Linked DNA regions of Sus scrofa: region 2 is linked to region 1. A link is a contact called in public HiChIP or PLAC-seq data. All regions are on one chromosome and are shown on one strand. Each heading gives the region's core, a stretch centred on a gene start, on an enhancer-like site or on the middle of the called end of the contact. The rest is flanking DNA. Distances are from core to core; before and after follow the strand shown.

The links. HiChIP or PLAC-seq counts read pairs in DNA pulled down with a chosen protein or histone mark.
Region 2: an H3K27ac HiChIP or PLAC-seq map of skeletal muscle shows a contact between it and region 1. The contact joins two enhancer-like sites. A contact is called at or near these places in 1 of 5 promoter capture datasets (skeletal muscle), 12 of 47 Hi-C or Micro-C datasets (brain, embryonic fibroblasts, fetal skeletal muscle and 7 more) and 1 of 2 datasets of contacts at active chromatin or transcription factors (skeletal muscle).

What each region holds. Positions count from the first base shown.
Region 1 is chr13:47,930,754-47,938,635 of Sscrofa11.1, forward strand. LRIG1 (leucine-rich repeats and immunoglobulin-like domains protein 1) reads right to left here. Exons shown (of 20, transcript XM_005669717.3): 9 at 4,621-4,764; 10 at 2,534-2,614. Among named protein-coding and RNA genes, the nearest start is that of LRIG1, 93 kb to the right of the region's middle. Within about 2 kb of position 3,713, at least 21 of the 83 cell types and tissues checked have an H3K27ac peak or open chromatin away from gene starts, as enhancers often do. A contact at or near this core is called in omental adipose tissue and skeletal muscle, where this site is marked.
Region 2 is chr13:48,008,155-48,016,036 of Sscrofa11.1, forward strand. All of the region lies in intron 1 of LRIG1 (leucine-rich repeats and immunoglobulin-like domains protein 1), which reads right to left. Among named protein-coding and RNA genes, the nearest start is that of LRIG1, 15 kb to the right of the region's middle. Within about 2 kb of position 2,982, at least 21 of the 83 cell types and tissues checked have an H3K27ac peak or open chromatin away from gene starts, as enhancers often do. A contact at or near this core is called in omental adipose tissue and skeletal muscle, where this site is marked.

The sequences.
Region 1 (7,882 bases), core at 2,463-4,962:
CAAAACCAGAAGCCCAGTGCCTTGCAGGGCCAGCCACTTCACAGGTGCGAAGAGCCTCCAGATGCTGCTCACAGTGGTTTTGGTCACATGCAGCAACTTGATATGGGATCAGTTCCAGACCAGGGACTGAGCTTGGGCTACAGTGGTGAAAGTGCTGAGTCCTAACCCCTAGACCACCAGGGAACTCCCAGCACACGGTGGTTTTAACTGGAGATATTCACTAGCTTTGAGGGAAAGCATCTGCCTTCCTTTATTGCTTTTAATGTGGCAACTTCATACACCATCATAGACACAGAAGAGTGTCATTAGCCCCACATGCCCGTCACACAGCTAGTCATCATCCTTGTGCCAATCCTGTTTCATTTCTGCCCACTTCTCATTCCCACCCCAGCTGGACCACTGGGAATGTGCAACCTATCATGTTCTTTTTATCCAAAAAAGGGTTGTTTCTTTTGCAAAATAATCATAATGCCATTTCACCTAAGTGACTGCATATATTTAATCATGTTAAGTGTTGTTACTGTCCCAATTTCACAACTGTGTGTATCTCTCTGTTTTTTGGAAACACATACAAGAGCCCCCAGACCCCAGATCCTGACAAGTGGGGCTCGGCAGAAGGACACTGGACACTTAGAGGTCAGGGTCACCCCATGCTTCCACAGAGCCCGTATCAAGCAGCTCAGCACAAGTGAGGGACACAGACGCCCATGCTGACTTCTGGGATTTTACACAGGAGAAAATGATGGGGACAGACAGCAAGCAACCGGGAAGGAGGCTCCAGGCTATAGACTGTAGGATCTGGTTTATGCAAAACCAGAAGCCCCATTGCCCTCAAGAGTTGCTGCCCCTTACCTGGCAATAAAGAGCCTCCTGGAAGCTAAGACGCCCAAGAAACGGCTCCGGATTCCACAGCAGGGACACGCCCCACACAGGACCCCACCCTGACCCCCCTCAGTTACACTGAAGCCAGGCAAGGTGCTGAAGAGTGAGGCTTGTGCTCAACAGCTGCTCAGGTGCCCACTGTCTGTGCCCCCAGCCGCCACATCAGATCGTGGAGCTCCTGTGGTCAATGACAGTCCTCTGTCCCACCTCGCTGTGCTGTCCTGCCTCTTCCCAAGCTTGCTGGGTAAAGGGCTCAGGAGGTGGAGAAAGAAGCATTTTCTCAGGGGAGAAAAAGAAGGCTGACAGGTATGTGTGACCCACTATCAGAACACAGGATGCTCCAGAAGAGACAGGAGGCTCAGGGATCCAAAATCGCTTACGCTCACTCAGAAGCCCCAGAGCATCAAAGGTGTGAAAAACCCCACTTTTCAAAACAAATTGGAAACCTTTATAGTATGGCAAGACCCTCCCATCAGAGGCTTTTCTGGAGCTTCGCCCTCCGCTGCTGCTTTCAAAATATTTACTTTATACGCGTGCTCTCCCTGGCTTGCCATCACTAAGACAGGCTGGGGAACACGGAGCAGTGACCATTTTGTGTCTTGTCCTCATACAAACCCTCCCTCGAGTGGCTAGTAAACACTAACAACACCTCCCACCCCAACTCCTGCATGCTCCTGGGCAGCATCTGCACAAAGCGCTGGTAAGACAAAGAAAAGGGTAGGACAGGGGAGCTACAACATGGGCTTCAAGGCAGACAGGTGACTCCTGGCCCTGCCACCGGCCAGCTGTGTGGTCTTGGGCACAATCCCTTCACCTTGGTGCCCCCAACTACAGAAGAATTGCATAACACAGCCTGCCCTCCTGAGACAGTTAGATATGACACACATGCCTCAGAGAATAACTAGCAAAGTACAGGAGCTTAAAAAAACAAACCTCAAACACCGGAAACTGTGAATAAAAAACAGCTACTATATTACCCTTGGTAATGATTGTTTCTGTTGAAGATCAGAATTGACAACAAAAACACTACCTGAGACTCAAAACCATCAAGAGTTACTTGGCTTCAGATGTTTAAAACTTCTAGAGATTGGGTAAGAGGGCAAGGCTCCTTTGATCAAAGAACAAACTGGGCTCTTTTCACATCACTTAAGAACTGAACAGTAGAGAAGATCCAACAGGTCTAACACCAGCTCTCCAGCCCCGGAAAAACCAACGCCCAGGGTTACAAGGAGCCTGCAGGCCTGAGCACCTCCGATAACAAGAAGGGAAAGCTAGAACCTTGATACTTTTCATTAGCAAGGTCCAGCCGCTGCAGGGGTCACCCTCACCCCTTCCCCATGTCCAGTTCTTTGGATGACACAGCCAAGAAGAGGCCTTCGTTTCTCCCATGTGGATTGTGGGGTCCAGACTTTGGTTTCTGCAAAAACTCTTGATAGTCGCTGCTGTGACTGACATTTCCTGGAAGCAGGGCCCCCGCCTCATGGGTAGGCAGTCCAGGCGCAGGCATTAGAGAACCTGGGGGCTGCTCTCCTGTGCGGATGCCTCTTCCACAACAAGAGAAGATAAAGGAGCCAGTGGTGCCGTGGGAGAGCCCAGAATGGGGGTGGTGGCGGCAGGGCTGTAAGGGACCTCCCAGGGTCCAGATACTCACAGCTTGCTGAGGCTGTCCAGTCCTGTGAAGGCGCCACTGGTGTCTTCGATGGTGCCCGAAATCTCGTTGTGGTCCAGCTCCCTAGGAAGGAGATGGACAGAAGGCTCACTGCCCAGTCTGTCACTTGCAAGCTCAAAACATCTTGACACGTTCTAGATGTCCAGACATAATGTCAAGTTGTGCTGAGAGGCGTGACCAGCAGGCACCCCCTGCCCTGTAGCCTGGCTTTCTCAGGCACTCAACAAAGCTGACATGTGTCTCAGACCAGCAGCTTCCTGGCTGCATCTGCCGCTCCCCAGTAGGCTCAGCCAGACCCAGGGAAGGGCTGCAGATGGCCCATGGGAAAGCATGCTTTTGATTCTGCCCCAAGAGCAGACTTCTGGCCTCTGCTCTGAGAAGGAACCCGAAAAGTTCCCTAAGGTTCCTGCCTGCTTTCACACCACCCAGGGGCCCTTTTCTGAACTTGACCAGGAAAATGCAGAAGGCACCGGAGAAAAGGGACAAGGAAAAAAGAGGCCCCTGCCTAGGGCCCTCCCTGGGCCACATCTAGGCTGGCAGGTGGGTCTGGAGCCTGGAGCCCCCGTCTCCCCCTGCCTGGGGCCTGCACAGGTGCTGACTCCCCGCCAGGGACGACATCTGGGTGCTGAGTCAGCCTTGTGACCCACTTGCCAGGACTGGAGCATGGGGCCAACTTCTGAGCCGAGTCTTCTCCAGCAGCACAAATCACAAGGCCAATGACTCAGCTTCCTCCCCCAGCTTCCAAGGGCAGGTCACCGAGCCAGGCGAGACGCCCCACCTGGTGACCAGGCCCCTGGGTTGGCCCCCTCCAACTTTCCACAAGGTTTCCTCCGCCCTCCTCTCCTGAGCCCCTGCAGCAGAGGCAGGCCAGGAACAGAAAGGGATGGTGCTCTTGGCTCCTGTGAGCTCCAGCAGGGAGGGGAGCATGGCCTGCAGAGTGAAATGCTGCTCGCTGTGACCTTCACTTTACAGCAGGAATCTCAGAGTGCTGTGACTCCAAGGCTTCTGAAGGGACTCCTCCTGCCGCGGGTTCCTCCCTCTCATCTTAATACTGAAAAGCCCGGACCCGGCTTTGTGTGCCTGTCCCCTTGCTCCTCACCGTGGCTGCCAAGGATTTTCTCTTTTCTCTGGCCCGCTCAGTCTAAACGTTCCAGCCTTGTTATGCAGCCCTGCAAGGGCTTGGAGGCTGACCTCGGCTTGAATAGCCTGGCATCTGGGCTCTTTCACGCTCCCCAACGACGGCCTGGCGTTAACAATCTCCGTTCGCTCTGCCAGGTGCAAGTGCAAAGGCCTTCCGCCCTGTCACTCCCGAACAGGCCGCTCTTTCTGGGAAGGAGGCCTCAGAACCCATGGCAGCCACTGTCTGCTCAAATCCAAATGCCCCCCCCCCCCGCCCCTAAAATAGCTGGTTTTTCTCTATTGGCTGGAAGTTCTCAGAAACCCACAACTAAAAAATTCTAAGTCCTAGAAAAGCACCCCACAGCAACTTCTGGCAACTTTCCCCACCTCGTTGAGAACTTAGAAGGAAATGACACGGCCACCTCTGTTTTGTTAAACGACCCAGAGAAGGCTTAGGGCGAGACCCAGTACTCCCCAGTCACCTCTCCTGGAAGCAGGTGTCCTGGACTCAGGTGCACTACAGGAATGCTGATGCCAGCCCTAGACAGGAGCCTCGGTGTTTGCCATGGCTCAGGTAAAAACATATTCAGGACTTAAAGTTGGAAGTTGCATCAGGAAGGCTCAAAATGGGAAAGACGGCCCTACGGCCGCTGTCCTGGAGTCTGCAGTGGGAGGCCAGGGGAAGCAGGATTGACTGCCAAGGCACTGCGAGAACCAGCGCGTGGTAACCAGAGCTCTTTGTCATCGTCACCTTAGGCACCACCCTGGATGGGAATGAGGGACCTTTTCCTCCTCAACCAGTTCTTGTTCCTATTACATGAAAGTTTGACACCCTGCACACATCACATGTGAGCTCTGGATCCAATTCTGACTCGATACCAGCGAGAAAGGAATTTAGTGAAGCAGCTGGTCTGCTCTATTCTCCCATCAACCCAACAATGAAGACGTACAAGACACGGAGGCTTTTGAGTCCCCTGAAGGCGCCTTCTGCGATGTGACTGATGGAATTATGGCTGAGGCGCAGAATGCTCAAGCTACTCAGGTCGGCCAGGCTCTCCTCATCCAGCCGGGTCAGATTATTGAAGGACAGAATCCTGAGGAAGGGGAGGGGAAAGCAAACATCACCATGAGATGGCAGGGGATGGCCCTCCCTCTCCTCTTCCAAACATGGAGCCACAGTTGGCCAGTCATCTGGGTCCCAGTGGGAAGGGACACCCACAGGAATCCTGAGGACAGAATGGTCTCATTGCTAGAAAACCACTGAGGCCCGATACTCCTACAATCTGACTCCTAGAAAGAGATCTTTAAGTTGTAAGGACTATTAAGGTCATACAACAATGACCCACAAGGCTCCAACCCCTTCATGCACCTAGTGTCCATGGCTGGTCCTGGTTTATGCCAGGCAAGACCGCTCACATCTGTGGCCTGAGACTCTGTGAATGGGATCCCAGTGGTTTCTCACAGTGAACAAGGGAGCTGTCAGCCACCCAACATTGGCCAGCAGAGGGCACCACTAGCTACTGCCTGGAACAAGCCTTCCTCCCTGATGTGTGAACCTTACCTGGGCAGCAACACAGGCCTAGAGTCTCCCATCCTGACTTCCTTGTGCTCACCCAAGCCAGCCTCTTAGCATGAACCCCTTACTGTAAACAGGACAGGGACCCCCATCCCCCACGCAATTGCAAACCTTCCCCAAGTATCAGAATGAAACGTTCCTTCCTCCCAGCACATCCCCTGCATCCCTGACAAAGCCCTCGGTGGGCTAGTTAGATATTGGTCATCTATCAAGAAAAGATGGGAACTCTGGCCTGGGGCAGGAGGAAGGAAAATAAATTCAGAGAACACTGGTAAGTCTTTAAAGCCAGCAGGGAGCGACAGTCTTTCTTTACTGAAGAAATAAGTCATGGTGTCTGTCAGCTGCAAAAAGCTGGCAGGAGATCAAAATTATATCCTCACCTGCAATTAAAGAATTTAGCCTTTTAAAGGAGGGGTAGGGCACATACGAAGGGAAGCAAGCCTAAGTCTGGCTCCAAGGTTACTTTGCTACTATCGGAAAAGTGATAGGCTGGTCAGGGCGGACTCCTGTGACCTTCCCTGCCCCTTCTGAAGGGCACAGGGGGTGTGCCCCCCGCCATTGCTGCCTCAGCACTGGGGTGCACTCACCCTCCTAGGCTGTGCAAGTGCATGGAGTCCAGCATGGGGGGCTGGACACAGAAAACCACAGGTCCTGGAGGTCCCTAGGGTCCCAGCCTGAGCCAAGAGCCTTTCAGGAGCCTCCAATTCCATGTGAGAACCCCGTGCAGCTGTGCTGCCTGGAAGGGTCAGGAAGCTACACCCAAAAGGTTGAATGCTAACACACGCACACTTAGACTCCAAGGAAAGCCAGTTCTGGGAAAGAGGCAAGACTATTGATTTTTGCATTAGGTGGTGATGGATTTGCCGAAACATAAACTCCAGGTCAGTGTTGGGTGGGTATAGAGGGGACTGGAGGGGGAAGGAGGTGGGGGAGCTGGGGCAGTGGGGGGAAGGGGAAAGGGAGAGAAAACAGAAGAATAGATAAAAATACTAGCTGTGAGACTCAACACTGAGTTTAAACATTCCCGTAACTTGCCTGGTGAGGTCAAGAAACAGACAAGGGAGACAAAGGCTTGGCACTCTAGTATTCATGGTAGTTGGTGAATCTTTTTTGGGACGTTTTTTATTCCTCCAAAAAAACCCAATCTTCTAGACATGAGATGAAAAGCAACAGACATGGCTGTGTCTACCAGGTCCCTGCAATGCTGCTTTTCATGAGCAGCAACCCAAAAGGACCCAGGCAGGACCCAGCCCCTCCCACCAAGAAGAGAACCTGTCACCAGCTCAGGGGTGCCCGTCCCATCCTGGAGCCCTATCCGAGACATCTCTTTAAAGGAAGTGGGGGGCACACGTTCATGTTAGCATGGGAGCCCCACTACCAGGTCGAGGGAGAGCACGGGGGCGGCGGGGGGGCGGGGGGCTGGGTCCTGCGCCTCATGTCTAAGGGAAAGACAGCGGCAAGGACACATGAGTAATTCCCCAACCTTCAGGCCATTACTGTCTCTCAGGTTCACTGTCATTTCTGCGTTTGAGCCCAAATACAGGCATACCTTGTGGTTTGCTTTACTGCACTTTGTAGATGTTGCATTTTTTTTTTTAACAGATTGAAGGTTTTGGCAACCCTGTGCAGTCAGATGATGGATGGCATTTTTTACCAAGAAGGTATTTTTCTTCTTCCTTTTTTTATGTCTTTTTGCCATTTCTTGGGCCGCTCTTGCAGCATGTGGAGGTTCCAGGCTAGGGGTCGAATTAGAGCCATAGCCGCCGGCCTACGCCAGAGCCACAGCAACGTGGGATCCAAACCGCATCTGCAACCTACACCACAGCTCACGGCAACGCTGGATCCTTAACCCACTGAGCAAAGCCAGGGATCGAACCCACAACCTCATGGTTCCTAGTCAGATTCGTTAACCACTGCTCCACAACGGAAACTCCTAAACATTTTTTTAGACATAATGCTATTGCACTCTTAATAGACTACGGTATAGCATAAATATTTTTCTAGGAGTTTCCATCGTGGCTCAGTGGAAACGAATCCAACTAGTATCCATGTGGATGCGGGTTCGATCCCTGGCCTCACTGCTCAGTGGGTCAAGGATCTGGATTGCCATGAACTGTGGTGTAGGTCACAGATGTGGCTCGGATCCTGCGCTGCTGTGGCTATGGCGTAGGCCAGCAGCTGTAGCTCCAATTTGACCCCCAGCCTCAGAAGGAACTTCCATGTACTGCAGATATGGCCCTAAAAAGAAAAAAAAGAGATACTTTTCTATGCACAGGGAAACCTAAAAGTCTGTATTACTCGCTTTAATGTGGCACATGCTTCACTGCGGTGGTCTGGAACTGAACGTGCAAGGTCGCACACAGAGGTCTGCCTGTGGCCCCCTCACTAGACCAACGCCTGTCATGTGGTGCAGCGACATGAACAGAGGTTCTCAGAGCAGGTACCCTTCAATAGTAGCCCTACTAAACCCAAGGTAAGCCACAGAGTAGAGGTAAGGTGGGAGTCAAGCTCTGGTGAATGGGGCCCAAAAGGTCTCCGGTTCTTCCTCTGCAGGGGCTCTGGCCCCCTGACCCACTGTACTGTGGGATGCTGCCAAGAGCTCCCCAGGCTCTAGAGCCTTCCCATCCAGGCCATGT
Region 2 (7,882 bases), core at 1,732-4,231, 77 kb after region 1:
CACCTCTAAGGATTAGGGATATGGATTCTCATTCAAGTCCACAGGTGAGGACACTAAAGTAATTAGCTAACTGAGCCTGAGAAAAAGAAGGAAACTTAAAAAGTGTCCATGAGGAACAAAGGCAAAAATCTTCAGCCTCACCATCTGAAGAAATTCACATTAAAGGAATCCAGTGCCATTTTCATGTATCAAACTGGTGTCTGGTTAGAAGAAAAAAGCCATCTCATATTTGTTGGGGGAAAACAGGCACAATCTCACATATGAATGGTTAATCCGTGGCCTCTTAGGAATAGCAGTGCCAAGTCTTAAGTATCTCCCTTTCCAGAGTAATTTAGATTTAGCTCCTTCTAAGGAATTAAGAAATATATAAACATATAGGTATAAGGATGTTTACCACAGTTTAAGAAAAAAAATCTAAATACCCCAAATCAATGGAAGTTATCAATTATGACAAACTTTACTTATTTAAATGTTTAAAACTGGAGAAAATATTCATGATACTGAGTCTGAAAAACACACATACACACACTAAAACACCTGAAACTAATATAATGTTACATGTCAATTATTTATCAATTAAAGAGTTTTTTAAAAGCAGAATTACAAAAGAACAGTAATTCTTTTAAAAATATAACTTGAAATAGTACTCAACCACAGACACTACTGGAAATGTATTACACCAAAGTGATAATACTTATCAATGGATAATTAGGTCAATTGCTCTTTTTTCTTGTGTAGTTTCCTTTTTATTCAATATACATGTCTACCATGTGTCACCAAAAAATTAAAAGAAATTAAAATAAATGCACGTAACTAGGCTGAGGTTAATGGCACAAAACCCCTTTAACATCAAGACACCTTCTTTAGTTTACCAGGAACAAAAGGGGCTTCCTACAGAATCACAGCCCAAGACTTTGACACCATTACAATAAACACTTGAGGGAGTTGCCACTGGGGCGCAAGTGCACTGGCAGCGTCTCTGGAGCACTGGGACACAGGTTCCATCCCCAGCCTGGCACAGTGGGTTAAGGATCTGCTGTTGCCGAACTGTGGCACAGGTTGCAACTGTGACTCAGATCTATCCCTGACTTGGGAAATCCATATGCTGTGGGGCAGCCAAAATTTTTAAAAATAAAATAAAAATAAATAAGTAAACACTTGAGGCAGAGCTCACCAGGCGGCACACAGCCTTCCCACGGCCCCTTCTTAGCATCTCTGGGAGACTGCCCACACCTGAGGTCCATGTTAAAAGCGGTCAGATTTAGAAATCTATCTGCCTAAGGCATCGCCTGCCACTGGAAGTTTTTATCACCCTAAGTTTCTCCTTTGGACTGAACCACTAAGGGCACAGTAACCTGCCCTTGCTGTTCTTACAACTCGTCTGGTGAAGGAGAGCAGTCTTTCCCTCCACCAGCAAAGAGGGAGAAAAAAAATAAGTGACCTCGGCCTGATCAGCCTTTTTGTCAAAGCAGAGGTCTTAGCAAAGGAGAGCCAGGCAACCCAAACCAGCTGCCTGGCCAGGGCTCAGCATAAACTAAGCAGAATAACCACAAGGGGAAGGGTGTCTAGACAGCCTCGGTCTCTGTAAGAAGCAACCTTCCCCTGCAGTGTCAACTCTGAAAAATGGACTCCAAATGTCGACTCTAGAAAAAGAGCGATTGAGAGGCCATGGAGGCGGTGGGGTAATGCACTATGGGCTCCATCACTGGACGTAACACGGAGGAGAGGTGCTGGGCCTGGCCTACCAGCCAAGGGCAGCCACCAGAGACCAGGAAGGGAGGCAGGGCCCATGCAGGGGAAACCAAAAAGGGGTGTGACAAACAGTATTTGGATATGGGGTTTATCGGCCGCCCTCCCACAACAGAGGGACTAAAACGACAGTCAATTCTCTGTGTGGAACAGAAGTTGCCTGTCTGTCATCTTTCTATGGTCCATGTCTTTCTTCTTCCTTTCCCAAGAACTTTCTCAGTTCCTCAGCACTAATATTCGGTGGAGGATGGAGGAAACTATCAAATACACAAGGTATGGAAATGATAGACAGATGAGCACCTGGGATGCCTAACTCACCCCGCTTGCCCGGGAAAGGCATTTCTATAGGGCTTACAGGACTACAGAGAATGATCCGTCCTGAGCATTTCCTGCATCTCAGGCTCTGTGCTAGACTCTTGGGACCGTCATGGTGGCTCAGAAATGAAGCCAGTCCCTCCTTCCAGGGAGCTGACAGTCTCCCGGGGGAGTGAGACAGTAATCAAATCAGGACTTGGAACTTCTGTATCAAGCACTGTGGGGTTCCAGAGACAGCACTCTCACTCCTGAGAGAGGGTCAGCAACATGCTCCAGAAGAGATACTTAAGGGAGAGGAGCTGGAAACTGCAACACAGAGAGGGAAGAAAACCCTTCCAGGCAGAAGGAACAAGATGGAAGGGACATGTGACACGGGCTAGTATTCTAAAAGCCTGGAAAAAGTCTCACGTGGTGACCAGGGCACATGGAGCCAGGGAGGAAGGAATAATGAAGCTAGAGAGGCAGGTGGACGGCTAGAGCGTTAGGCAGGAGGAGTCCATATATGGAAAGCAATTTGACTGCCACACTTATTTATTGGGACCCCTCCCTTTGAGACAGATGACAATTTGGGACTCTGCCAAGACCCCCCTCGGTTGGGAGGAGAGCAAAAGAGACAAAAGTAACAAGTTCTCTACTTCCCTAAGGTCTGCCTAACACAAAGAAAGAGTAAAGAAGAAACGCTGAACACAGAATGCATCGGCCAGATCACTAATGAATTCCCATCTCTCTGCTGTCGTCCTTTTTTAAAATGATGGGCGGGTGGGGGGGGCAGGGGGCGTGGCCAGGGGAGGTCACTGCTGGCCACAGCAGCCTCCCAGGACCACAGAGAGCTCAAAGGGCCACACAACCCAAGGCATGCCAGGGATTTCAGGCAGAATATAAACTCCACCGGCTGGCTAAACTGTTTATATGTTCTTGAGTTAAAAATACACCACTCAGGTCAGCGTTAACACCAGGGCCTTATTACCAAGGCTGTTTGTAAGCCAGTTACACAAGGCTCGCCCATCTTTTAAATGTGCCTCAATCTGCAAATTGTCTGCCGATACATCAGTGGGATTATAATAAAGCCACCAAATATACACGCATTTGAGAAAAACACTTTCCAAACCCAAGGATACTTTACTGTTTATAAATAGTTTACTTTTTTTGATCCCCAGGCATATAATATTCGCAGTTGCTCCAGAAACCAAAGAAACATGGAACAGGAACACAAACCACAACCTCACAGAAACAATAAACAACAGATGGCAGGACATATGCACAAGCTGCCACCCCCTTCACCAAAAGCACACACCAAAAACGGATGCTGACACACCAGCCTGCCAACAAAGACACGTGCTCTTCCAGATCACACTCGACACCATTTATGGAGCACCTAGAACCTTGTGAGGTGCTCCAGACCCCCAAGGAGGTGAAGGGCCAATCCCAGGCCTCAAGGAATTCACCGACTTGAAAGGGAGGCAAGACAAACAAGAAAGAAGGCAACACCGGTCTGACTGTATTCTTCCTAGAGACAGTCATGGAGAGTCAGGTCTGGGTTCTAACTGGCAAGTATGAGACTCTGGGCATGTTATTCAACTACTCTGGGTCTCATGCGTTAAGACAGAAGTAAAGTATTTCATAGAGTTAGATAATTAAATGAGCTCATGTCCCTATGCCCTGGTGCAAAAATGCAAACTATTACTGTTAGGTTGGGCCTTCTAAAATTACAAATTATTTCCATTTTGTCCTCATAACAAGCTTAAAGAGGTGGGCACTAGGATTATCTTATGTAACATTAGAGGAAATGGAGTCAGAGGGAAGCTAAGTAAATTGCCTGAGGTCACCCAGGAAGCTAGGTTCCAGAGCCACCACTGCTACTACTGTGCCCCCAAAAGCATGGCTGCCTCCTCACCACCACCATCATCATGACGCATGTGACAGGAAGGTGGCTTTGCAGAGGACAAGGACACAGCATCAACCTCCCCAGCAGACCCTGAAACACTGCACTGTTCTGGCCTCTTCATGGGTTAACATGACTTGAATTTACTTGAAAAGTTCAAGATAAATGCTAAAGTCACATTTGCCTTAATGAATGATTCTGATTAGTTAACTTTAAAAAAAAAAAAAAAAGTTTAAATGTCATCTGTCTCCAAACAAAGGGAGGGGTCCCAGCAAATAAGTGTGGCCATCCTGTTGCTTTCCATAGATGGTCATGTCTATTTTAGGGATCATAGTCTCACGTCCAATTAGTCTGCCAATTTCACCTCCATGCTCATTTTTTAAAAACTCTGACTAGAATTTTCCAGCTCCACTGTAACTTTAAGCTTTTGTGTTCCTTCTGCATTTAAAAAGAATGCCATTTCCCAATATATAACTCCCAGATGTAGAATTCACAGATGATTCATCTCGCAGAACAAGTGTTCAGAGACATCAGCTCCAAATAGAGCAAAAACTTGGAATTCCCTTCTCCTTCAAAGTAAGAACTTGCCTAGATCAGCTCTGCTCAGCAAAGTTTGTTTTCAATTATATTTCCAAATTCTTTTAACAATAACTGCATGGCGTCTGGCACCAACACATCTGATTCTTTGAAGTGGTTCTCAAGCCGAGAGTAGAAAATAAGGATAAAGGGAAAAGGAAGGGCGCCTATCCACAATTTTTGTTTTAGGTCAAACATTCTCTCCAAAAAATGCTTTTTTGGGGGGCCACGCAGACGGCATGCGGAAGTTCCTGGGCTAGTGATCAAACCTGCACCATAGCAGGAACCATAGCCACACAGTTAAAACGCCGGATCCTTAACACACGGATCCACTGGGGAACTCCCCCAAAGTGCTCTTTGTTATCCAAAATCAGACAAACTGCAAGCTATGACTTCTCACCAAAGGTCCATACTGCAAGAAGCAAAGAGAGCTCCTGAACTGATCCCATCGGCTGGCTCTTTATGAGAAAACAGATCATCAGCACAAAGAAAACAGCCCTTTACTCCTTATATCCAAACCTCAAACACTTCTGCTAAGCCCTCTACACAGGTCAGTGAGGAGAAATCACACTTGGAGACTAAATTTCAGAAACTCCTTTGGGAATCAATGAAAACATGGGATCCTTTTTGCCCAGGGGAAAAAAAAAAAATGCACCGAGCCCCAAGAAAAAGAGTTCTAGGGCAATAAACAAATACTTATCAATGAATTCCCAGGTACATGAAATCGAAAACTCCCTGCTGCTTGAAGTCTAAATGGCAAAGAAAAAAAGACAGGGATGAGTGAAAACTTACCTAACCAGAGAGCTTTTGCAGAGGACAAAATATAAATAATAAATCCACGGTAACAAGGTCATGTGAACAACAGTGAGGGTCTAATATTGACAAAAGAAGTTCTTTCATGGAAGGGTGGGAGGGCTATGTGGCTTACTTTGATTTCAGAAAGCACATGGCAAAAGGTTACCTTTAGGTCTTAATGGGAGAATATTTATTTAAAAAAAAAAAAAAAGGGAGGGGGAGGCTCCCACTGTGGCCCAAGGGGATGGTCGGCATCTCTGGAGTGCAGGGATAAAGCACAGCCCCAGCCCAGCACAGTGGGTTAAGAATCCAATGTTGCCACAGCTGTGGCATAGGTTGCCACTGCAGCTCAGATCTGATCCCTGGGCACTCCATATGCCATGGGGCGGCCAAAAAAGAAAAAAAAAAAAAAAAAAAAAAAAGAGGTCTAGTTCTTTGGACTATTTCCTTTAGTCATAAAAAAGTAGTCCCTAATTTCTGTTAAACATCATGTCAAGAAGTTCCAAATCACTAACTGTGCCTTCGACTTCACTGCATTTTAGCTATACCTCCAAACGAGGTTCCAGATTCCAAGAATTAGCTCTAGAGAAAAAAAAAATCCCAAGTTTCCACTATATGAAAGCATACATGATCGGAAGAGAAAAGCCCAAAAATTTCCACCGAAGGCGCTAACAAACTCCACGTGGAGGTAAGATGGATATTCAGAAAATGGAACATCAAAATTCCCAGCCTCCCTTGGCATGGCAAAGTCTTTTAAGGAATCCAAATGAGAGGGATCACAATTTTCAAGACCAGTGTTTGAGCAAGAGGGAAGCAATGAAAACCCAGGCAGATGGGTAATTTGGGATGAACTTGACCAAAAAAAAAAAGTGAAAAAAGACTTCAAAATTTGAGAAAACAAAGCTCTGGACTGTACATATTAAGCTGCTGAGTTTCCGCCTTGAAAGGCACACTGCTAAGAGAATAAAAAGCTGCTCTGATGCCCCCATGTTCCCTGCACGTTGTCAATGGTGAGCCAGCTCAAAAAAGGCAGATGAGGTTGTGTGTGGCTGCCCTTCCTCAGGCAATGACCAGTGAATCTGCTACAGGTGGGTCCATCAAGTCATGTAAAAGGCAGCTTGTCCACAGTGGCTACAACTTCTCTCAATGGAACTATGCATGGAAGGCCCACTTGAGAGAGATGCTGCTGTAGTAGCCCTTAGCAGGGCAGAGCTCCGTGACTCTGAAAAAACCAGGCCCTTAACTTATTTGCCCTTTTGGACCTAAGATCTTAAAAAGCTAAATCAAAGATCTAAAGTAGGTCTGCAACAGCTTCTATAGCTTCCTTTGAGCCAGAGTGGAAAAGAGGCAACCATCAAAGAAAGACAGTGGAGTACTTGCTCCTCTTCAGTAATACCTAAAGGCCCCCAGGAATTCCCTCACTGAGAGCCCCCCAGGCACACCCTGCCTCCCTCTACTGCCAGGGCAGCCCCCTGAGGTCCCACTCGGAAGCACCAAACATGCAAAGGGGACTTTTAAGTTACTATCCTAAACATACAGATTAAGTGACTAATGCTTACCATCCAGTGAGTAGTAAGGTTATTCCCCCTCTGTTTCATTTCAGATAGAATTATATACCTGAAATTGAGCAGCCTTAGCCATCGTACACTCCTTCACAGAAAGGAAATTAACTGATGAGTTCAAGGTCACACTCCCAGGCAGGGGCAGAGCTGGGACAAAACCTCAGCTCAGGACAAAAACCTCCTGATACCCAACCACGGGCTATTCTCTCATCCATCCACATTCCTGCCTTCACAGCTTTAAGATAACTAATTTTTTTCCTTTTAAGTCAATAGTTTGTATTCCTTTTGTTCAAGAACTTTTAAGAAGCATAATGAAAATGTGGGCTCCCTTCTGACCAGAAAGATGTACTGGGCTCCAAGATTTCATACATAAGAAAGTTCCGGAGTTCCCGTCGTGGCGCAGTGGTTAACGAATCCGACTAGGAACCATGAGCTTGCGGGTTCGGTCCCTGCCCTTGCACAGTGGGTTAACGATCCGGCGTTGCCGAGAGCTGTGGTGTAAGTTGCAGACGTGGCTTGGATCCCGCGTTGCTGTGGCTCTGGCGTAGGCCGGTGGCTACAGCTCCGATTGGACCCCTAGCCTGGGAACCTCCATATGCCGCGGGAGCGGCCCAAAGAAATAGCAAAAAAAAAAAAAAAAACAAAAAAAAAAAAAAAACAAAGTTCCCTAGGACCCCCCCCCCCACCCCGCTCCGCATCCCACTCCTCCCACACACAATAGTATTTGAGCTTAGTCAGTCTCTCTTTTAGGACAGTCTGGAATTCAATATAATTTAATCAAGTCAAAGCACTGTTTCAAATGAACTTGTGAAATAATAATAATAATGTAAAAAAGTCTCCATAGAAGATTCTTCTCTTGTCCAAAACACAACCACAGATAAGGCCAAACCATCGTGGCCAAGAGTCCCACACAGACACCAAATCTGAGAAAACATTTAGAGGAATTTGGGATGAGGTAGACCTTAAGAACTACAAAACATTTCAGTTTACTTTCTGGCTCTCC